3 separate regions of the Sus scrofa genome follow, and all the other regions are linked to region 2. Evidence: chromatin contacts called from public Hi-C and promoter capture Hi-C data. All regions are on one chromosome and are shown on one strand. The core of a region is the stretch at or near the end of the contact, and the rest is flanking DNA. Distances in the headings are between cores, read along the strand shown.

Region 1 (4,898 bases), core at 2,061-4,560, 230 kb after region 2:
TTCCCTTCACCCCATTGACATCTCAATCCCCTTATTCAATTCTCTTCGGTTATTCTGTTGAGTGTGCCATGGTTCCTGCTACTTGAGTCTAAAATATTATTACATTTTCCCCAAATACTTCACAAACCTATCGCCAAGGCACAATAAAGTTCCGTGGGGGGTTTCCAGTCCTGCAGACATTTTCGGGGAATCTTAGTCAAGATAAAGCATCGGATATATGTTCTTCTGTTGTCCATTACATCTTACAGGACACAGGGGAAGCCTCAAGAGGAAGTGATACTTTGGATTTAATTCAGATCAAAACTCTGGACACAGTGTGCGAGTTTGTCGTAATCAAGGCAGGGAATATTGGGTGTGATGAAACATATATCCTACACTTTAGGTGCTCATATTTCAAAAATTCCAAAGAAGCATTAGGGAAGATCCCAGGGTAGTCTTAAAAAGTAAGTTAGCTCAAAAGGAATGGGATCTTTGCAGAAATTAAATTCTGACACTACCCATGGGCAGCAAAAACACAATGACTCATGTTCTCCGAATAATTCTACTTTTAAAAGGACTTGCAGAAAAACAGTTGTGGGAGAGGGATATGCATGTAGTTGAGAATGATACCAAAAAATAGTCACCACTTTTAAAACTAACTTCTGGAAGGGTAAAATCCAAAATAAGACAAGCCCTGTGAAATTAGGGGGGAAAGTGATTTTGTAAAGTTATAAAGCAAAATGCACACAAAAAAGTATAGGCTTTAGAACAGTAGAAAAAAACTAGGTTATATGAACAATTACAGAAATGACAGAAAAAGGTGTGAAGAACTGAAGCATGCTGGGAGAATGGGGGGAAACAGATGAAAGAAAAGGGAGAAATGGTCAATTCTGGGAACTCAGTTCAGTGAACTTGACCCTGACTCTGGAAAAGTTCTCCAACAAGTTGTTAAACAGATGTCTGCTAGGCTCCTACAGGGAGAAGCAACAGTCACTCAGAGTCAGAATAGATGTGACTGATTCGTACCAAGCTAAACATATGTCCTTTTTGATGGATCTGCACTAACCCTCCAGGATTTTACCACAGCTCTCCTGTTGTCCCTCTTAGTGTTTTCTCTCTCCTCCAGACCTTTCTCATAAACCGCATATCATTTACTCTTTGATGAGACACATATTTGAGAATCTACTAAGTGCCAGACACTGTGCTAGGCGCTGAAGACACAGTGAGGAAAACCCAAACACGGTCCCTATCCTCAAAGAGTTCACTTTCTGGTAGGGAGTAATTTTCCCATTCTGGGACTTTTCCTTAACCACCAGCTCTCTCCTGACTTTTCTAAACCACATGTGGTTTTCCTGAGCTGGCAGAATCCTCAGACTCCAGGCCTTCACTGGCTGCCCCAACTCTCGTTTTGTTTTTAAGGACCGTCAGGAGGGATCTATCTGGGTTGCAGTTTTCCTTGGCCAACAGGTCCTCTTTTGCAATATGCCCAGAAATGCTATCATTCAGGTTCCATGCACCAGATATTAATTATCTAAATTTCAAATTTGGCAAACCTACATTTCCAGCCTCACACTCCACTTCGTTCCTTCAGCCACTACCAGCCCCAGCCCCCGCCTATAAGTTTCTAAACCTGTGCCTTTTTGCTCAATTGATTTTCTCATTCAGGAATGCCTGACAACTTCTCCACCTTTGGAAATCCTACGCATTTCCCAAGATCCAACTCTAAAGATGCCTCCTCCCTGGTGGGTGTAATGATCTGCTTAGGGCAATAAAATCCCACCCAAGACCCCATGCTTGACTTACGAGACACTATTGTACTTTCATCTTCCTTTCTCAATTAATTACTTGTTTGTCTTCCCCACTAGAGTCTTTAAGGGCAAAGGTCTGCTGAGCTTTACAAAGGGGTTGGCAAACTAAGGCCTGAGCCAAGGATGGTTGAAATAGAGGAAAAAAGATCAACAGAAGAGGAGTTCCCGTCGTGGCGCAGTGGTTAACGAATCCGACTAGGAACCATGAGGTTGCGGGTTCGGTCCCTGCCCTTGCTCAGTGGATTAACGATCCGGCGTTGCCATGAGCTGTGGTGTAGGTTGCAGACGCGGCTCAGATCCTGCGTTGCTGTGGCTCTGGCATAGGCTGGTGGCTACAGCTCCTGTTTGACCCCTAGCCTGGGAACCTCCATATGCCGCGGGAGCGGCTCAAGAAATGCAAAAAAAAAAAAAAAAAAAAAAGATCAACAGAAGAATAGTTGATGATTCATGAAAATTACATGAAATTCAAATTTCAAGGATAATAAATAAGGTATTCGGAGAACACTGACAGCTTCTGAGTTCCACTTGCAGAGCTGAATTGCTAAGAAACTTTACGACCCACAAGCTTTAATATTTACTATATGGCCCCTTACAGAAAAACTTTGTTAATACTACTTTACAACAAGGATTTGATAATTCAATCAATGCTTCAGGACACCAAAATTCTGAGTACATATCGCCTCCAAGTTTTTGTTTCTACAGTGGAAGTAATAACTATCTTGCCTTTAAGCTGTCATGAACATCAAATGTATTATCAAAGATAATGCACTTAGAAAAGTATAAAAATATTCTTTAAAAAAAGACAAGTGCATTTATCTGTGGAAAGATGATGAAGTGCTAAATTAAGAAAACACTATAAGTTTTTATTCTCCCGCTTCCTTTAATACCTTCATTTAAACCTGAAATTTTAAAAGAAAACTCACTTTTCGACTTTTTTTTTTTTGATACGATAACATCACAGGTTCCTTCCAGTCTTTTTTTGTGTGTTGCTCCCACTTCCTTTTCTTTCTCCCATTTTTTTTCCCGTCTTTTCTAGGGCCACACCCACGGCATATGGAGGTTCCCAGGCTAGGGATAGGAACTGTAGCCGCCAGCCTACGCCACAGCCACAGCAACGCCAGATCCCAGCCGCATCTGCGACCTACACCACAGTTCAGGGCAACGCCGGATCCTTAACCCACTGAGCAAGGTCATGGATCTAACCGAAAGCTCATGGTTCCTAGGCGGATTCCTTAACCACTGAGCCACCTCGGGAACTCCAAAAAAATTTTTTTAATAAATTTTATTGGTGTATAGGCGACTTACAATGCTGTGTTAGTTTCAGGTGTACAGCAAAGTGAATCAGCCATACATGTACATATACACCCATTTTCTTAATATAGTATCTCATTTGGCCCTCAGAAGAACTCTCTGGACTAACTAGGACACACCTGGGACTATTCCATTTTACAGACCAGGAAACGGAGGCAGTTTACAGTTGGCTGCGGAGCTCTGACTCAGCACGCAGGGAACCCTCAATGGCCACGCTCTTCGCCATTCCTCAGAAGCAACCGCTCGAAAATAGAACAAAGCTGATCTTCCCAAGCTTCCAAGTTTGGTTCTCAAACACCCCGGGAACATTCACCCGAGGCGTTCTTTCCTCCCCTTCCTCCCCTATTCTCTACGCCCCCCCCCCCGTCTCGGGAGCAGGTGGTAGGCTCCGCGCTCAACGCGCAGGCGCGCGCCGTCGTGGGCGGGGGCGGGGCGGGAACTGGGGGGCGGGGTGTGCGCGGGCTTGGTTTGGGGCCGCGGCGGGAGCGGGAGTCACCGCCACTCCAGTGCGCAGGCGCCTGGCGGTTACCGGTCTCGCCATGGAGCGGAAAGGTGAGCGGTGGAGCGGCCTCCGCCACGAGGGGCAGCGGCCGCCGGGGCGAGGCCCGGGTCAACGCCGGGAATTTGGCCTAACCGCCGCCGTCCGGTCCCCGGGTGTGCGGCGGTCCTCCGCCGAGGTGGCGCCGCCCCGCAACCCCCGCCTTTGGGCTGCGGGTCCGCGCCCCTCAGCCCGGGCGTCCTTCCGCGCCGGCAGGCATCGCCCCTTGTTCCTTGCCCCGCCGGCCCACGCCTCGCGGCCACTCCAGGGCCCGGCCCTCGGCGACCGAGGCCGACCCCCGCCAGCCAGCCCCTTGACACGGCCCGAGCCCCCTCGGGCGCGCCTCGCCTGGACGCTTCTCTGCGCGGGGTGGGCCCCCAGCCCCCTGAGCGGCCGCCCGGCCGACTTCGCGGCACTCGCCCCGGAGCTGATCCTCAGGCAGGCCCCGCATCCGGGCCTCGAGCCCCAGCTGGGTCTCCACCCTTACCTTGGCCGCCTCCTTTCCTCCCCACTCGCCCTTCATCCATCCCTCTCTCCTGCAGTGCTTGCGCTCCAGGCCCGAAAGAAAAGGACCAAGGCCAAGAAGGACAAAGCCCAAAGGAAGTGAGTCTCGAACCCCAACGTCCCATTCTTTGGGTCCCCCCCCCTCCGGCACCTCTTCTCCTCCGGTTTCACGCCTTGAACATGCAGCGGGTGTGGGGACCCTGCGGCCCCAGCCACATGGCCTCGAGGCGGCTGAAGGAGGGTCGCCCCCCCCCCCAACCATGTGGAACGGAGCTTCTGTTGCTGAAGGCCAGGTCTGGGTCTGAGCAGCCCCACGCCTGCAGGAAAGGGCTTTTGGGGGAGGACCAGAGCCCGACCTGTCCATTTACCTTCCCAACGCCAGAGAGGAGGCCCAAGATCCCCGAATTTGGGCCTCCCCACGGAGGTGGTAGATCATTATCAGCTTGTGAACTCTGCTCCCTTTTCCACACCTGCTTCCCAGCGTCTTCACTTGCCTGCTACATCTGAGGTTAGGCAGTCAGGGAATTCGTGAATGAATGTTCCGTAATTTGGTCTGCTTTTTATAGGAGAGGGCATGGAGCTTCCCCTCGGGTCAGGCAACTTGCTGAGCCTGCCAGGCGCATCGCTTTCCTTGCCGAGTGCAGGCAGACCACTGGGTCTCTTCTTCCTGAACCTCAAGTCCTCGCCCTGAATGCACATACCTTCTGTAGTGGGCATCACAGAGGTGCCAGGGAGGTTCTTTAGTCAGCGCTGTTGGT
Region 2 (4,960 bases), core at 1,297-3,796:
GGTTGCGACACAGTTAACTATGGAAATAGGGTGGGGTAGTTAAGGCTTCAGAAATAAAGAAGAATAGCATCCACTTGCAAGTTCTATACATAAACAGTGGCCCCATCAGGGATCAAAACTCCACAGGTCTAGAGCCCTATCCCAACCCATCTTATTCTGATCAGAAACCCTATCCCCTGACCATGCCCAGCGGTAAAGGTGTGAAGGGACCTAAAATGCCTATTACATGTGGCCCAAGAACTATAAACTAACACATGCAGGGTTTTCTCTGCAAAAGGCAGCATACAGTGGCTAGTACACCTCTAAGCAGAAACCCTGGAAACTCTGGGAGTGGCCTATCTGGAATTCTCACTGGATCTAAGGGCCAAGGTAACCGGGGAAATACCTGGGGTAAGCTCTCAGTGCATTCTATTATCTCAAAAGTCCCTCTCTCGCAAAATACCGTCTACCCTTGTGCAATGAAAAGAAAGCCCTAAATGTTTCCCACATCATTCTCTGGGATGGAGGGAGCTGTGGTAGGCAGTTATTGAGGCCATCAGTACAAGGAAAGACCTTTGGGGATATGGTGCCTTGAGGTATGGGCAGAGACTTGTAAGGATATAAACAGAAGTTATTTCAAGTAGAAAAACAGAACTTGTCACCCTGGTTGCAGGATCTACCATCTTTACCCATAAAGTGGAGATGGTGATGATAATTTAGCACACTTTTATAAACTACGAAGCCCTTTTACTTGTAATATTTCTCAGCTACCTTGGAAGGTAGAATATCCTCATCTCCATTTTACAGATGAAGAAACAAAGGCTCACAAAAGTGTCACTCCACCCAAAGCTGGTTAAGTCGTAAAGCTACAGCTCAAGCCCAAATCTTGTGATCTGCTCAGCTCATCTCACCAAGATGTAAAAACACCACAGAGATGCCATGGTCTGGTACAAAAAGAAGCCTGGGGGCAATCTAGGTTCTAATCTTGGCCCTGGGTAACTGGAGAAAGTCACTCGATCTCCGGTGCCCCCATACTCTAATCAGTAAAATGAAATTAATGAAATCTGTCTTTAAGCGTTCCTATTTGTTAATGAGCTATTATTAACATCCTTACTTAAAAGGCCTTCCAATCCCAAAGTGAGACTACCAACAACCAATTTGGCTGAGGCACAGTGGCAGGCGGGCACAATCCTATTCATAACCAAAGGAAAGAGAATCATCACGGCAATTCTGAACAGGTTCCAGGGACCCTTGGCCACTACGCGCCTCATAAATGCAAACTCCATAGGGGCAGTCCGGGCCAAGAGACCTGCCCCCACCCCTTCAAGGGCACGGAGACCCTTGCAGAGCTGTGAAAAGCTACCTCAGTAGTTGAGGGAGGCGACGTGCCCCCTCCTTTGTTAAAGCCACTGTGTGTTCTCCCTCCCTCCCGGCTGCCTCCCAGGCAGTTCAGCCATCTCTCAGGCAAGCATCAAGTACCTACAGAGACCTCTGCTGTCCCATTCAAGTCTCTGAGGGGCAAACTCTAGAGGGGGAAGGGCTGCTGCTGAGGAAAATGAGATGAGTTTCGCCCGCAAAGAGCTTACAATCTAGTTTTTTGGCGGGAGTTTCTAATCCCACGCAGCCCTTCCCACATACACAACTCCAAAAATTTCCCACACCACCGGAGGTCTTCTCCGCATCCCCTGAGCCCCCCACTCGCCCACCCCACCCAGGTCCGGAAAGAATTATTATCGTCCCCCACTGCACCCTACACGAGATATTCAGGAGACAAGTGAGGACCCCTCCCAAGGCTCCTGCCCTTTTAAAGAAGCACCTCTTCCAGAAAAATCTCGACCCTTCTGAGGAGAAAGGAGGGAAATAACATCGAGGAGGGGGCGAGCGCGCCAGCGACAGACTGACGCGGAGTCCGACCCTCACACAGAGAAAGCGAGCCCCTGAGAACGAGCGGGGCACAGAAGCGAGCACCCATTGGCCGCCTCACCTGCCCGTCAGGAGAAACCGGGGCGCCAAGGGACGCTCAGAGGGTGGAACTCCCCTCTGGCTCGACCAATTGGAGAGCGTGGTGGGGGCGGGGCTCGGTGGCTCAGCTTCCAGGGCCGGGGGGAAAACAAGATGGCGGCTGCGGGAGGGGGTCCTTGCTTTTCAGCTCCCCCCCTCGCTCGCCTTCTCCTTCCCCGCCGCCGCCTTGGCTCTAGGAAACAGCTTTCGCACCGCCCCCGCCCAGCTCGGGAAGCCCCTCGCTTCCCTCCCCCACCCTGCGCAGTCCCCGGTCCCCGTAGGCCCCTCTGCCCTCGGCCCCCGCTCCGTCTGGTCCCGCTGCCGCCCCCATTACCTCAGCCGCTGGCCCGGCCCCACCGTTCGGGGGCCCCTGGGCGCGGGCGGGCCGGCAGTCGAGCAGTCGGTTCGGCCGGGGGAGCGAAGCGCGGCCTCCTCCCGCGCTAGCCTCGGCGGCCACTGACGTGCCCCCTCCCGGCCCGCGCTGGGGCCCCAGCCCAGCCGCCGCCGCCGCTCCCGGGGGAGGAGGGGGAATGAAGCCGCCGTCGCCGCCGCTGCCGCCACGGAGCCCGGCCGAGGGGAGGGAGGGATCAGCCCCCAGGCAGGATCCGCCCCTCCGGCCTCCCCCACCCCCCCGCCACCTCCACCCCTTCCCTCGCTCCCTCCCTGGCTCCGCGGGCTCTCCCGCTGAACAGGAGCGAGAGCGCGAAAGAGGGGGGGAAACGGGGGGAAAAAATCCCCCCGCCCGTGCCCGGCGCGGCGGCAGCCGGGGCTGCGCGGAGAGGAGCGCGGAGCCGCTGCCGCCACAGGGCACTGTCCCCTGCTCGGCCTCACGGTGGCGGTGCGGACGCGGTAGGGGCGCGGAGCAAAGAAGGATCTGCCCCGGCTTACCCCGGCCCAGCTCGCCGCGGGGCAAGCCGGGCTAGAGAGCTGGAGGACGTTCAGGTCCTATTGGGAAAGACCGGGGTCCCTAACTCTTTAGAGTGATCAGCCGTCCCCTCCCCCAGCCCTGCGGGAGAGGCAGCCAAGGTTTAGGGCAACAAACCCCTCCCTGGGCTTGAGGGTCCCTCCAAAGGTTAAGCCAGGGCAGACATTGATGTCAAAACCGGTCTGCGTCTCGGGGTGCAGGTGCCTGTACTACTCCCAGAAAGTCGCGCCCCTCCCCCAACCCCCTTGCTGCAGTCGGGAGGACAAAGGTCTATCGATGTCCGTACCCTCCCCCAGGGAAGACAGCCGGGGAAGACCTGCCACTGTTGGGTACAGGTGAGCGCCTGCTTCCCCCAGAGACATCCTTCTTAAGAAACAGACCTGATGTTTCTCAGTGTCCCATCGTCTCCCTCCTGTGTTTAAAAAGAAAAAAACGTAAAAGTTTGACGGTCTGCTTAAGGACGTCTGGCACCTCGTTTGTAGACAAGGGAAACAGTCTCTCCTTAAGACTGATTTGGCTAGGAATCGGTTAACGCAAAAGCGGCTTTCTAATTGATATTTGACAAATGGCAGCTTCAGACTTTCAGATACAATCAGCTTGGCTTTTACTTTGGTAAATTTTAGAAAAGCGCTCCTTTGCCACCACCACCCACTTTGCCTATGAATTGGAACGTTTACCTCACATGACTGAAGTCTTAAGCACCAATATTTAACGATGTTCAGAAAGTATGTATGGACAGACTGCCTTAAAAGTGAAGATGAATGACATATTGAAAGCGTTTCCGCTGTCCGCGCTCCTAGTACAGCTTGGTAAGACTTTCACAATTTTTCTCTTGGTTCTGACAATCAAGAACATAGATTGTAGAGTCAGAGCAAGAAGGATAAAAGCTTAGGATTCAAGTCTTCCAAATGTTTAAACTGAACGAACTTTTGAGGTATAGATGTTTATGATCCTAAGGAATTTAAACATACTGTGTTTGGGGTTTGAAAGTTTGATAAAAGTAAGGAAGCTAATTTGTATTACAAAGATGTTTTCCTGATTATACCGTAGCACCTTTTGGCAAATTGATAGCAAAAATACTTCATTAACCAATTTTGTTTTAAAAAGGGAGTGAAAAAAAAAGAAAAGAAAAAGGTAGTGGCTTGTGGATCTAAGTAAGGGCAGGGCGGTGTTTGAAAACTGTGAAGATGAAATAGTATGAACTAACCGTCAAGTGTTTTAGGGCTAGGAGGAATAATCATTTGGAGGGAAGGTGTGGAAGAAAAGATGATTAATTGTGGAAGGGAAAGCCCCAGGGGCAATAGACTATTACAGTTGCTCTTAGTTAAGGGAAAAGGAAAAAGAAGACTAATGGAAAGAAGAACACTGAATTTCATTTCTTCTTTTAAAATGTGAAATAGAACCATTTCTACATATGACTAGTAACTTTTATTTCTTGATGGATGGTCTCAAAATTTATTTAGTACAATTCCCATTTGTGTGATTGGGAGCTATCTTTTTCCACTAAAATTGATGAATAAATACTTTGAAAAAATGTATTGGTTTCCACTTGTAACAGTAAGTAAAATAATGATTTAAAGGTGAATGAAAATGCATTGTTAACCTGATACATATGATTTCCAAGTTTTTCTATTCAGAACTTTAATAGAAGACCTTATTCAGCCTAAGTATTTTCTATTTTCAACTTCTACTTTCTTAGTGGCAACATTACAGTTGTCCTCACTTTTATTTTTGGCATTTGGAATTGGTTTCTGTTAGTGTAACTGCATGCATAACCAATTTACTATGATGTAATCTTAAATGTAAGGTGGGACAATTATATCATTAAAAACAAATTTCGAACATAGCTATCAAGAGTCCCAGAGGCACTAAATTTAATTCCCTTTAATCTTTTAGCTATTTTAGAGTTTAAATTACCAGCCCTTGGCCTTATCATTAAATTAAGTTCAACAAACAGAGGCATAGACTTTTGATTCCAAAAAGTAGTTTTTAAAAATCCTCTATTTCTAAGTGGAGACTGACTTAATTTGGAGTAGGAGACTGTTTTACCATTTA
Region 3 (4,690 bases), core at 629-3,128, 130 kb after region 2:
TTCATGCTGGGACTTTAAGAAACACAGGAATTATATTTAAAGATTAACGAGTCTAAAAGCCTGGAATTTGTGCCAAAACAAAAAATAATAAAAATAATCTTGTAGACCTCTTTTCAAATGATACATGCACAGGAATCACATGAATTAGCTTATGGTCAGGAGTTCTTACATTGCAGTAAATCTAAAATATAGTGTATAAGACCTGGGAAGTTAGAAAAGTTAGCGAAATAGTTCAGGTCCGGAAATGTTATGGTACCATTTAGTTTAAAACACATTCACAGCATGAATTAAGGCTGAAAAGTGTCTCTTCCTTCTTTTGCGATACATTCCATATCCTTATGAAAACCGTGGTGTACCTCAGGCTGTAAGTGTAGATAAGTTCCCTGCAAACTCTCTAAGGGACTTAAAAAGCCCAGTATTTCACAAGAATTATCACAATTTAAAAATATTTAAAATACCTCCCAATATTGTTAGTAACTTTTTGATCTTAAGGGCGTCCAACGGATCTGAATCTCACTTGCTCCAAAGGCGAAAATTGTTTTGTCCAACAATACTTAAATGAGCAGTGGTATGTGACTAATCAGTGAAGCCGCCAGCTTCTCAAGCTGCAGGGTGTTTGCAGGCACTACCACCCACCCCCAACTCTGCGAAAAGGAAATACGCTTTCAACTGAATCGGAAACACACCACTCAAGTTGGCACCGTGCTCACCGCGATAAAGTCGGTATTTTAAGCTCTGTGGATAGCTGCTAATTCAAGTGCGAATTCAAAAAGAACGCTTCTCCAAATGGGATTTCGACAAAGGTTTGCAAAAAAAGCCGGGACGGTACGTCCTTCGTCCTCAGTTTTGTTCAGATGACCGCAGTCTCCCTGGCGAGCTTTGCCCTTCTGTTCCTCCCGGCAGCTCCCGGGCTTGTCTGATCCAAGGGCAAGCTACGGCGCCCACAGTGGGCGCCCCTCGGGAGAGCCCCTCTGTTCGATGACAGCAGGGAGACCGCCAAAGAGGGCCCCCCTGTTCCTGCCCCCAGAGCAGCAACCACCCCACCCCACCCCCGACAAGGGAACGCGCAGGGTGCGAGCCAGCGCCGGGCTCCCAACACCACCGGGTACTCACTGCGGACCTCGTCCTACACACAGCTGACTACCTACGCGGGTGTGCTGAGTGAGGGGTCCCAAGGGTACAGGGAGTCCAGGACAGGGATCAAAGGGGCAGGGATGGCTTCCCCCCAGGGAAAATTCCTGCCGCTTGGTGCATTGCTGAGCCGTGGGGGCAGGCCTGGCTCTGGGGCATGAAGGGCTACCCAGCCCACCAAGGCCCCAGGCCCAGTGACACTTACCACACGGAGCCATAGGCGCCGGAGCCCACCGGGGACAGGTTCTGGTAACGCTCGGGTACCTCCCAGATTGTCTTGTTCAGCTCCTGCCGGTAGAACGTGGGCCTCTCCTGAGACATCTTCCAGCGGCGGCCGCGGGGCGAGGAGGTGGCCCTGCGGGGCCCCGCCTGCGCCCGCACCCGCTCCTCGGACCTCGGCGTCCGCCGGACCCTGCGGGGACCTAGAGCTGGCCACCCGCGCAGGTGCGGCTGCCGCGACCCTGACAACTCCCGCGCGCGCGGCCCCTGTCAGCCGCAGCAGCTGGACGCGCCTCGGCGACTGGGGCGAGCCCTGCTATGGGCAGGGGCGCGCTCCAGGGCTCAAAGCTGCGCCCACCACACTCTCCCTGCACCCGCTTCAGTCCAGGCCGACTCCGGTTTGCGCCGCGGGACTACCGCTCCAGCTGCAGCGCCCGCAGAGGTTCCAGTGGTCGCCGTTCCAGAGCCAGCGAACAGAAGCCTCCTGCCTTACTCTCGCGAGAACAGCTCCCGGGACTCTCCGCGAGCCGAGATTTTACCCAATATGGAACCTGCCTGTGGGCGGGGGTTGCTGAGGGGAGAGGACGGGAGGAGCAATTCTCGCGAGAAGAGAGCAACAGCTGGTCACCAGAGGCAGGAACTCCCGGGAACTGCTCTTCTTGAGGGCGCGAAGGCGGACCCAGGCAAGAGGTGGTCAAGCGGCGAACATTTGCCGCGTGCGCCCCACCGTGGTCGGCGGGGCAAATGCCTAGTTCCCCGGTGGAAAGCGACAGTGACTAATAGGGTGTCGGGAAAGAGCCAAAGGATCTTTGAACTACCACAGCAGCCGAGCACCCGCTTAGCGGAACCTCCAATTTCCAAGAAATATTGCATAAAAAAGAGGTTCTGGCCAGAAAGCCGTTGCAGTCTCATCTGCTCAAGGACATATGGCTTACTCTTCGGAATTCTGACGAAATCTGCCCCAAAGGTAAATATTAGCCCTGCATTAAGTTTGAGGTTTTCCACCCAAACTCTACTAGTAGTTCTCAACTTTCTATGTGCGGAGGAATCACCTTGGGAGTTTAAAAATGAAGAGTCTATGGATCCACAACGAGTTTAATTGGATAGGTCCGCGATGGGCACCAGGAATGTGCCTTTTTACAATATGCCCCAAGTAATTCAGATAAGTCCCTGGTATCTCCGTTTGAAAAGAATTTTTAACACCATTACTCTGAAGGTTTGAAACTGACTCTTACCTTGAAGAGTTTTCCAGGGAAGAGGATTGTAAACATTTAAATCGTGCCTCTCAGAGTAAGAACAGTGCAGAGTGGTCTTCTGGCAGTGTCCGGTTAGGCAAGTCAATTGACCTTTCCTAGACTTTGGTTCCAGTTTATGCAAAAGAGAATTCCTGCCCTACATTCCCTACTTAAAGCTAAACACAATAATAAATGTGAATGGGCAGAGGATTATAATCCCATAACTTCCCCTACTGTTGGCCTATTCCTATGCTAAACCTTGTTACAATAAGCAGGAGAATTGGACCCTATCTATTCTTAGTCATTTCTTTTTAGAAATAACTGGGTTCAAGCCACTAACCATGATTATTCTCTTTTGTGTTATATGCATCCTTGGAGTGCTCAGACTTTGTCTGTCTTGCCCCAACATTTAGCACAGTGCCTAGAACGTAAAAGTTCCCCCATAAATATTTGTTGAATAAATTATGAATAATGACATGGTCTCAATTTAAGAAGCAGAGCAGGATCCTCAGTTCTCCTCAAGGAAAAATAAAACTAAGCCCAAAACCAGGGTCATGAGTGATTTGTAGAAAGCTTTCTTTGGATTCAACATGGTTTGGCTCAGGTTCTCTTGCCTGTGAAGACATGTTGCTTAAAAATGTTCCAAGCTTTCTAAGAAGTAATGCGAGTTGAAGGAGGAAATGAGAGCAAAAATGCAACTGTAAAGAAATGAAGGGTGGGAGTGGGGAACCAAGGTGATGCGTGCATGGGTACAAGGGAGGAAACGTGGGGGAAGTTGGCCTTTTAAGAAACTCATGTTTATATATTATACTGTCTCTGTTTGACATTTTTATTGTTGTATTTCTAGAGTCAAGCATTTACAAGAACTTTCATATATACCCTCCTGACAACTTCCATCTACCTTATTTTTGTTTTAATCAGGTCTCAAACTTTTTTTTTTTTTTTTCTTTTTGGCTGCCCTGGAACATATGGAGTTCCCTGACCAGATCCAGCTGCAGTTGTGACTTACACCGCAGCTGCAGCAAAACGAGATCCTTTAACCCACTGTGCCACTGGGGATGGAACCTGCGTCCTGGTTCTCCAGAGACACCACCCATCCTGTTGTGCCACAGCGGGAAATCTGAGAAACTCGTATATTTATTCAACAAATTGGAATGATGAGAGTGACCAAGAGAGTAAAGTTAAGAAATTCAGTCATTCAGCAAATACATTTTGAGTGCCTACTGGGTACCAGGCACTTCCGTTGGAAAGGTATTTATTTATTGAAGCCTTTTTTTTTTTTTTTTTTTTTTTTTAGGGCCGCACCCATGGCATATGAATGTTCCCAGGCTAGGGGGTGGAATCGAGCTACAGCTGTCATCCTACACAACAGCTCATGGCACCGCCAGATCCCCAACCCACTGAGTGAGGCCAGGGTTGGAACCCACATCCTCATGGATACTAGATTTGTTTCTGCTGAGCCACAGCTGGAACTCCTGGAAAGGTACTTAAAAAGCAGACAGTTGCCTACATGGAGCTTACAGTTAACAGCAGGGCAACCAGTCAATTATTCAACACAAATTTATTGAGCACTTTATCTACCTCATTGCTTTGTGCACTAATAATACAACAGTCAATGAAAGAGAGAAAAATCCTTGCCGTTATGGGGATGAGACAAATTACAAAAACGAGAAGTAAGGCAAATAATAAATATATTAGACATTAATCCATTAATACTGTAATCCAATTAATACGGTAAACTTGCACCTGGGCCAAGCAGGACTACAAGACAGAGTGAGAGACAGTGACAGGGACTGAGCTTCAGAAGGAGATTGAAGGTCCGGGGATGTGGGGCAGAGCAGGAAACCTGGGCTTTGAGTGGCCTTCAATAGGAGGAGCCAGGCTGGTGGGTCTGAAAGGTGGCGTTGGAGACCTCGGTGACCCTCTAGCCTCCCGTCTTCCCCCGAGTCTTCTGTCCCCACAGGGTCGTCGGGAGACTTTAGTGGATGACTTGGACGTGAAGTGCGGGCCGCGAGGCCTGGCCTCCAGCAGGCCTTCAGTCAAAAGTACTCAAGAGGTGCGGCTGGGTGACCCAGAGAAGGGGCCGGCGCGGCCCAGAGCCCCCG

What was found. Promoter capture Hi-C pulls out the DNA fragments that hold promoters and counts their contacts. A called contact is a pair of places that touch in the nucleus more often than the background predicts.
Region 1: a contact with region 2 is called in a promoter capture Hi-C map of fetal liver, with 2.5 times the contacts expected there. The contact joins the promoter of SRPK1 here to the promoter of BRPF3 in region 2. A contact is called at or near these places in 2 of 5 promoter capture datasets (fetal liver and liver), 2 of 47 Hi-C or Micro-C datasets (heart right ventricle and liver) and 1 of 2 datasets of contacts at active chromatin or transcription factors (alveolar macrophages).
Region 3: a contact with region 2 is called in a Hi-C map of skeletal muscle, with 12 times the contacts expected there. The contact joins the promoter of SLC26A8 here to the promoter of BRPF3 in region 2. A contact is called at or near these places in 1 of 5 promoter capture datasets (liver), 18 of 47 Hi-C or Micro-C datasets (alveolar macrophages, blood, embryonic fibroblasts and 11 more) and 2 of 2 datasets of contacts at active chromatin or transcription factors (alveolar macrophages and skeletal muscle).

The regions. Positions count from the first base shown.
Region 1 is chr7:31,699,717-31,704,614 of Sscrofa11.1, reverse strand. It overlaps SRPK1 (SRSF protein kinase 1), which reads left to right and starts at 3,310. Exons shown (of 16, transcript NM_001144113.1): 1 at 3,310-3,650; 2 at 4,179-4,239. The coding sequence starts at 3,638.
Region 2 is chr7:31,923,899-31,928,858 of Sscrofa11.1, reverse strand. It overlaps BRPF3 (bromodomain and PHD finger-containing protein 3), which reads right to left and starts at 2,546. Exons shown (of 13, transcript XM_021098638.1): 1 at 2,315-2,546. LOC110261741 (atherin-like) reads left to right here and starts at 183. Exons shown (of 5, transcript XM_021100034.1): 1 at 183-192; 2 at 1,695-1,753; 3 at 1,904-2,200; 4 at 2,262-3,714. The coding sequence starts at 183. The coding sequence ends at 2,903.
Region 3 is chr7:31,788,808-31,793,497 of Sscrofa11.1, reverse strand. It overlaps SLC26A8 (testis anion transporter 1), which reads left to right and starts at 1,878. Exons shown (of 21, transcript XM_003356617.4): 1 at 1,878-2,317; 2 at 4,549-4,690. The coding sequence starts at 1,895. It overlaps MAPK14 (mitogen-activated protein kinase 14), which reads right to left and starts at 2,100. Exons shown (of 12, transcript XM_003356615.4): 1 at 1,337-2,100. The coding sequence starts at 1,452.